Regions from separate parts of the Sus scrofa genome. Here region 1 is linked to region 2. Evidence: chromatin contacts called from public Hi-C data. All regions are on one chromosome and are shown on one strand. Each heading gives the region's core, a stretch centred on a gene start, on an enhancer-like site or on the middle of the called end of the contact. The rest is flanking DNA. Distances are from core to core; before and after follow the strand shown. Region 1 overlaps KIRREL (kin of IRRE-like protein 1). Region 2 has its middle 10 kb from the start of CFAP45.

Region 1 (4,142 bases), core at 1,392-3,891, 1.7 Mb after region 2:
TCACGGATACTAGTCGGGTTCATTAACCACTGAGCCATGACGGGAACTCCACACAGCTTTTTTAGTATTCAGGAAGGAAACCAAGAGGAAGGTAATGCCTTGTGCACTGCGAACATTTTTTCTTTTCTTTCTTTTAAATACAGATATTTTATTTATTTTATTTTTTTGGGGGGTGTCTTTTTGTCTTTTTAGGGCTGCTCTGGCAGCATATGGAGGTTTGCAGGATAGGGGTCTAATTGGAGCTGTAGGATAGGGGTCTGATCGGAGCTGTAGCGGCCAGCCTACGCCACAGCCCCAGCAACGCAGGATCCAAGCTGCACCTGCGACTTACAGCTCATGGCAACACCGGATCCTTAACCCACTGAGCAAGGCCGGGGATTGAACCCATGTCCTCATGGTTCTTAGTGGGATTCGTTTCCGCTGCTCCACGACGGGAACTCCTATGAACATTTCACTAGCTGACTGAATTAGCCAAACCAAGGGGTCATTCTGACACCACGCAGCCCACTGAATTCTGGTTTTTGGTGGAGAACCTGCATTCAAGTGTAGTGAAAAACCTGTGTTTGCACCCCCCCTCCGCTGGAAAAAGAGATCTGATAACAAAAGGGGTCACACGGGCCTGAAGAAGAACTGAAGAGAGTTTAAAACCCTGTCCCAAGAAAGAACTGAACAGCACTAGAATGAAAGCCAGGATCCAGCATTTCTGACTGCAAATTTTTGAGGTTTTGGTGGGGCTGCTTCCTTGATGCCAGCCCACACTGGCCATTTTTAGGTTGCAGCTGAGGGCGGGACCACCAACACTAAGTGCCCTGGGCAAATCCCAGGATGCACAGCAGCCGAGAAGGAAGAATTACAGCAGAGGCCATGGGCCCTGGGCCCCTTCCTCCTCCAACCCAGTGAATCCAACTGCCCTGGATGGTGTCCCCTCGTGACCGATAAGGAACACATTCACATCTCAGTTATTGGTACACGGAGGAAGACTAGTGGTACGGATAATGCAAAAGTCATTTCTTCTTGGCTTTGCAAAGCATGATGATGAATTTTTAGCAGCACCTAATTATGTTCTACCGAAGATAATATTAAACAATCGTTTGCATTCTCTGGGCATGTATTAAGTGATAGTGAGGAACAGAAGTGGTTAGCTGGAAGAGGAACCAGACTCTGAATTAAAATTTCATTATGGGGACCTGCCAATGCCCGGAATATTCACTCAATAAGCATTTGTGTGTTTCTGTGTGTGGATATATTGTGTAGCAGGCACTCCGCTATGCGTGGGGAGAAGAGGAAAGAGAAGGAAGTTACCAATAAGAACAAGACACACTCCCTATCCTTCAGGAGTGTTACAGTCTGGTGACAGAGACAGGGATAAAAAACTTCCTATGATTAAGGCAGAATATAAGTGTCACAACGAAATTAAGCAATTTGCTTTGGAAGTCCCAAGGAAAGAATCGCTTATTCTTTCGGGGGAGTAGAGAAAACTACCTTAAGAGAGGCATTAGGAGTTCCCTTTGTGGCTCAACGGTTACTGAACTCCACTAGGATCCATGAGGACGTGGGTTTGATCCCTGGCCTCACGCAGTGGGTTAAGGATCCGGTGTTGCCATGAGCAGCTGTGACAGACATGGCTCAGATCCCATGTGGCTGTGCCTATGGCGTAGGGTGACAGCTGTGGCTCTGATTCGACCCCCTAGCCTGGGAACTTCCATATGCCCTTAAAAAAAAAAAAAAAAAAGGAAAGAGAGAAAGGGGCATTAAAAGTGCATCTCCAGGCAAATCCAGATTTCAGAAGGCACGGGATGGGAAGAAGGATCAGTGGTCCAAATGAGCGTGGGGGTGAGAAGATGTGTGGGCTGTTCAGGGAACAGTGTGTGGAACAGCATCAGCTCTCCCTCCCGCCCCCATCCAGTGCTGTGGGAGGAGACCTGACTGGCCTCTCCCTCTGAGCAAAAGGAAATTCTGTAAACCCCAGAGACCCCTTTGGATGTGCTCCCTGTTCCGCCATCATTTATTTCAACAAGATAATTCTTGCTCAGGTTCTCCTAAAGCAAGTTCCTTTCCAAAGGTCATTCCTCAGAGCTTCAAAAAAAAAAAAAAAAAAAAAATCACCCTGGGAAAAATTCCTGTCCCTGTCCACAGCAGTCTATTTTCAACCTCAAAGTTACTCAATTCAGAGCCAATTTCTCTGGGATTCCCAGATCTGGAACTTTCCTCGCAAGAGACTGTTATGTTTGGGGCCTTTCTTTTAGCCATCAGCCCCACTAAACCCTTCTAATTTGCTGCTGCTTTAAAACTGCAAAGGAAAAAAAGATGGAGAGGACGCAGCCCTCTCTGCCTCTTTCCCTCGCTCTGCGGTTACGCTCAGCAATGATCCTACAAGCCTGGAATTTGAGGAATTTCCTGCCCTGTGCTCCCTGGAAGAGCTGAGAGAGACCCAGCAATTAGGCCTGGAGTTTCCACTCCTGCCTCCCTCCACCCAGATGAAGTACCCTGAGTGAGCAGCTCACTCTAAGGGGCCACGTGGAGCTCAGCCTGGGATGTGTCTGTGGCCTTAACATTCCACACAAATGTCACCCCCACTGCCACCCACCCACTCCCTCAATCTTTCCCAACCATCCCAAGGGGCTCTGCCAAAACACTCCACATTCTTCCCTTTGCCCACCTTATATTGTAGGGCATGCACAGAGTTAATTCCTTCCTGAATCCATCTTGTTCTTCTGCAGTTGTCTCAGGATAACTCAGTACCTTTTGTTTTTCCCCCTCAGCTCTGTATCCCTTTCCCCTGCAGTCTGCCTCTTGGTTTCTTTCCCTTTGGTTATTTGATTTGTGCTCTTGTTCACTGTCCTTCTCCGGCTGAGGGTCTTAGATCTGCTGCTAGGCAGTATTTCCAGAAGGCAAGGATGGAGGGTCTGGGCCTCGACTTCTTTGTTCAAGTCAGAGACCTGGGGAAGGGAATGGGGAAATGGTCCCAACTCATTTGAATAAAGCTTATGTAACTTCTTTGCTGCAGCAGCCAGAGGAGCAGAAGCAAATTTCTCTTCCTAATTATGTTTTGTTCAAGCTAATATTAAAATTGGTTCATATTCCCTCGTCACACATCAGTCGATGGCTGGGTACCAGGTGCTGGGTCAAAAGCAGCCTGGGATCTTAAACACTTGCCACAAATAGTTCTCAAGCTGGCCCATCCACTGCCATCAGCCTGGCCTCCTGGGAAGGTAGGCATTTATATGGGCTTAATGAGTGATGGGTTCCTGTCCTCTCTTTGCACTTCCCTCTTGTCCAGGTGTCCAGCTTTGTGTTTTTTTCCTCATTCTAGTCTTCCCACTCGACACTCCTTCAGTAATGTCCCATGTTATCCTTTGCTTTCATTCTTTCTTAATTCAAAGGGCATTTCTGAATCTTTGCTGCCAAAAGTCCTACAGAAGTTATGGCCAGTTGGAACTTTTGTTCCCCCACCTCCCATCTCTGTCCACATAACACACACCCTCTCAGATCCCAGGTGGGCAGCCATCACTCTCCATCCTGGTTCCATGACAATGCCGCCATGTGGCTGCCCACCTGCCCACGGGTCTCTGCTAGGGTTTCACAGTACATCAGTTCCCCCAGGGCCTCCCCTCATGCCTCCACTCTGCTTACTCACTTCTTGTTCCCGCTCTCGGAAAGTATTAAGGCTGAGAAGAGTGGTGCAGCCCACTGGGGCCTAAGGTTTCAAGGCCTGCACTTTCTTTGCAATCATCCTGACTCTGACTCTCGACAATTCTGACCCAGCATAAAATTAAAATGGTAGTTTCCTGCTTCCCCTTCTTTCCCACCCCTCAACTCTTCCCAGCATATTCTATGAGCCTCCACAGGAGAAGATTCTCTGGTTAAAAAGGAAATCAAAGCTATTCCAATACTTCAATGGGAATGCTCGCTATCTCCAGATTTCCTTCAACCCTCAAGATATTTGCCTTTTGAGGTTGAGAGTTGCTAGCTGCCAATTCCCTCCTCTCCCTCCCTTCGCATTCCCTTCAAACAAAGCTTTTCTGTCAGGTTTTTGACCCTGATGAAGATTTTTAACTGGAATCTTTTTTTTTTTCTTTTCCCCCTTCCTCTCTAATTCTGAAGGATCTTTTGTCTTCTTCTGAGCAAAAGAACTGAGAGAT
Region 2 (4,032 bases), core at 299-2,798:
TCGGCATGTGGAAGTTCCCAGGCTAGGGATCGAATCTGAGCCGTAGCTGCTGGCCTACACCACAGCCCCAGCAGCGCCAGATCTGAGCCACATCTGTGACCTACACCACAGCTCACAGCAATGCCAGATACTCCACCCACTGAGCAAGGCCAGAGATCAAACCTGTGTCCTCATGGTACCAGTCAGGTTCATTACCACTGAGTCACAACAGGAACTACTAAACTCGGATTTATTTGTTTGTTTGTTTGTTTGTTTTTGTCTTTTTAGGGCCGCACCTAGGGCATATGGAGGTTCCAAGGCTAGGGGGTGAATCAGAGCTATAGCTGCTGCCCTACACCACAGCCACAGCAATGCCAGATCCTAGCCGCATCTGTGACCTACACCACAGCTCACAGCAACACTGGATCCTCAACCCACTGAGCAAGGCTAGGGATCAAACCTGAGTCGTTATGGATACCAGTCAGGTTCATAACTACTGAGCCACAACGGGAACTCCTAAATTGGGATTTAAACTCGTGGCAGAAGAAGTCCAAATTAATTGCTCGACCCATCATGGAGCTCCCCAGCCTAGTGGCTGACCTTGGGGAAGGGTTCAGCCTGCAGCCAGCATGCACTGTGGCTTTTCTGTGGGTGGAGACCAGGGCCACAGTGAGGAAGGGAGCGGTTAGGCTGAGGAAGAGGTACCGGAAGTTCAGCTCTGCAGCAGCCACCTCTCCAGGGCAAAGGGAGATCTGGCAGCTACAGAAAGGATCCTGCCCCTTGGGGTTTCTGTCCTCAAGGCTCCCTGACCTCCAGCAAAAAAAGCTGTCCCAACCACCGGGACAATAGCTAAGGGTTGTACTTTCACAAGTACAGCCATGCCTATTAATTCCAGGGAGCTGTGTTACCTCCCAGGAAGGCCTGAATACATTTACATCCTTGGGAGAGAAGGGAGAAACTAAAACCTAGAGACTCTAAGCGATGGGCCAGAATCATCAGATGCGTCTTCAGATGGCTCATGGTTCTCAGATGAGTCCTACCAGGCCCAGAAGGAGTTCAGCCCAAGTTCATGGTTTTGAATTGGTTCTGCATGTACTAGCATGCAGGTCACTGGATGTTGAAAATACCCACGTCATGCATCCCTGGAGATGTGCTGGCTGTAGACGCCAGGAGACACAGGATGGTTGGGATGCTCAGGCTCCATCCTGTATCTTCCCCCAATCCTGCCACCCTCTGAGCGATGTCCTCAGACTGCCAGCATTGGGATCTCCTGGGGGTGCTGGTTAGAAATGCAGATCCGCATTAGTCCTATGAGACCTATTAGGCCAAGAATCTGTGGTGGAGGGGGTGGGGGTCGTGCCTTGAATTTGCCTGTTAAATGGGCCTCCCCCATAATTCTTAGGCAGCACTGTCCTAGGAGATTCATCGAGAAGTTTCTCCAACAAGAAAACTGAGGTCTGGGCCAGCCCTGGCTGTGCCTTGAATGGGAGTTGTCCCCGCCCCACCCCCACCCAGTACTGTTTTGGTGACTGTGGCTGGGTTACCAGGGGAACCAGGCTGTGTAACTTCCTGGCTCTGGCGGTTTTCCCTTCCTTGGCCTTATCTCAGCATCCGCCACCCAGTCCAGGGCCCGTGCTGGTCACGTAGGAGGGAAAGCTGGTGCCAGGCCTGTGGAGGCGTGTCCAGGGCACCAGGGCAACGCTGGCCCTAGGGCCTGGAGTGGGCGGGATAGTGGAGATGAGATTCTGAAAAAGTAGGGGAGGCCGCAGATTTATTCATATCTTTCTCCTTGGCCTGAGGGTTATCTGCCCATTGGGAATGTGGCCCGGTAAGAAGGTTGAGGTAGTGGGGAGGTATGATCAGCCCACGTGGGGCTCCCTCTGTCACGGCTCTGGAAGTTCAGCTTCTTGAGCATGGCTCCCCCCAAGAAGGAGCACTTCCCCCATGGAGGGTGACATTGCCCTTCTAGCCTGCACCCTCTCCCTTTCCCTCCCTCCCAGCTCTGGACCCAGGGCCTCCAGCCAGCCACAGGCATTGCCTAGTACTCCCCTTTCCACTCTCACCCTAACCATCTTCCTCCCCCAGTTCCACTCCCCCCCTTACTCTTTCTTCTTGCCTCCCCAAATCTTCCTACTCCTCAAGCCCTCTCCCCCACCTCTGCCCCTTGCCTGGGTCTCTCAGGCTGTAGCAGGAAGGCCCACAGTGTAAAGAATGGGAAAGAGAGGGTTTTTGAAGAAAGCAGGAAGGCAGCAAATTCCTGGAGTAAAAGAATTCATGCATGTAAGTCGTTATTTATGTTTTAAGCCACGCTTTGTTTTAGAAAGACTTGAGGCAATTTTGAGAGTTCAAGTATTCCAGGAAGAAGGGGGTCGTGAAATAGTGTCTCGGGCATCTGTGCAACTTAAAGGATTTACAATCTGATTCCTGGTTGTGTTTACATGACCCTGAGGACAAAGACATTTGTCCCCACCCCCCTATATCCCCTTGCTCTGCGGAAAGAGAGAGGGAAGAAAACCACCAGGCACTGTGCAGAATGATTTTTTGTTGTTGTTTTTTTAGGGCCGCACCCTCGGCATATGGAGGTTCCCCAGCCAGGGGTGGAATTGGAGCTGTGGCTGCCCGCCTACACCACAGCCACAGCAACGCCAGATCCAAGCCACATCTGCAACCTACCCCACAGCTCACGGCAACACCGGATCCTTAACCCACTGAGCAAGGCCAGGGATCAAACCTGCATCCTCATGGATGCTAGTCAGATTCTTTTCTACTGAGCCACGACAGGAACTACTGCAAAATGATTTTTGAGCCCGGTCTGCTCTTTTCACAGCACCTCTCTCTTGGGCTATTATCCATCTCATAGATGAGACACGGGGCCCAGGTGGTTCGGCAGATTACTTGCGGTCTCTCAGCTCTAAGTGGCTGCGCCAGGGGCTCAAGCTGGTCTGGCTCCAAAATCAGTCACTGCTTTCCTTCTTCACTGTGCTGCCCCAGGAGAACAAGTCACCGGAGAGCTGTCCTGGAAGGAGGTGGGGCCTCAGTCCTGGAGAACTGCCAGGATGTGTGTATACAGCAAAGGAGCTCAGAGAAAAGAAGGGCAATAAATCACCACTGACCAACAACTCCATGCACCTAACACGAACTCTTCTACAGAAATGTGGAAGCTGTCGTGGTCCATGGTAGGGTTGGAAAAAATTTCCAGACTCAGAGCAAGGTGAAGAGAAAGACGAGTTTATTGAGATGAGAAATGCTGTTAGTACCTCGGGCCGACTTCCTGATGATCAGGGAGAGCCCAGTGCTCATGGGAATTGGTTGTTTATTTTTATAGCTAGAGGATAAGGGGAAGGATGGTGGGCCTCTGCTGATTGGCTGGGGTCTGAACCTTTCCTCACACTGAATAAGAGATTGGTGGGGTAAATCATTTCCTTATGGGAAGAAAGCCAGACTTGTCATGAGTGTTCGAGTTCTGTCTAGGAGCTGATATGCTGCAGCTTGAGTTCCATAGAAGCCCCATCTCTTTGGACCATTGTCCCTACGTGGCCCTGCTCCCCCGTTCCAGATGCAGCACCTCAGATCCTTGAGCTCAGAAGTGAAGGTTCCCAAATGCATTTCAGTGAGAGAGAGAAGCAGGGAATCAAAGTCTCCTTTCTTATGCTCTTAGACAGGAGACACGCTCTAGTGAGAGGCCAGACTTTTCATTTTAACCAAACAGCTCCTCTGGGTCCTATCTCCCAGGCGCCTCCCATTTAAATGTGCTTATTCATCAGAGTCAAAATTCCTATCGGCTCTGTCTCAGCCAGTGTGGGGAGTATCTCTGGAGAGTTGGGCCTCTCTGACCAAGAGCCCAAGGCCTGGTGGGTTGAGGAGTTGCTGTGGGATACAGCCTGGCTCCAGGGCTCTGCTCCCTGCTCTGAGGCAGCCAGCAATGATCCCAGCTCTGCAGTCCAGGATTTACTCTGAGACTTCTCCTGGAGTAGCAACTTGCTAGGAAGGGTTGGGCAGCTGGAAGTGAGGTTAGGGTTGGGCAGAGAATCTGGACCTGCCCTCTTCCTCAGG

Evidence for each region. Hi-C and Micro-C count contacts between places; a contact is called where the count stands out from the background.
Region 1: a contact with region 2 is called in a Hi-C map of embryonic fibroblasts, with 1.9 times the contacts expected there. The contact joins two enhancer-like sites. A contact is called at or near these places in 1 of 47 Hi-C or Micro-C datasets (embryonic fibroblasts) and 1 of 2 datasets of contacts at active chromatin or transcription factors (skeletal muscle).

The regions. Positions count from the first base shown.
Region 1 is chr4:92,259,145-92,263,286 of Sscrofa11.1, forward strand. The region is part of intron 1 of KIRREL (kin of IRRE-like protein 1); the gene reads right to left. Among named protein-coding and RNA genes, the nearest start is that of KIRREL, 30 kb to the right of the region's middle. Within about 2 kb of position 2,642, at least 49 of the 83 cell types and tissues checked have an H3K27ac peak or open chromatin away from gene starts, as enhancers often do. A contact at or near this core is called in embryonic fibroblasts and skeletal muscle, where this site is marked.
Region 2 is chr4:90,581,578-90,585,609 of Sscrofa11.1, forward strand. No RefSeq gene overlaps it. Among named protein-coding and RNA genes, the nearest start is that of CFAP45, 10 kb to the right of the region's middle. Within about 2 kb of position 1,549, at least 63 of the 83 cell types and tissues checked have an H3K27ac peak or open chromatin away from gene starts, as enhancers often do. A contact at or near this core is called in embryonic fibroblasts and skeletal muscle, where this site is marked.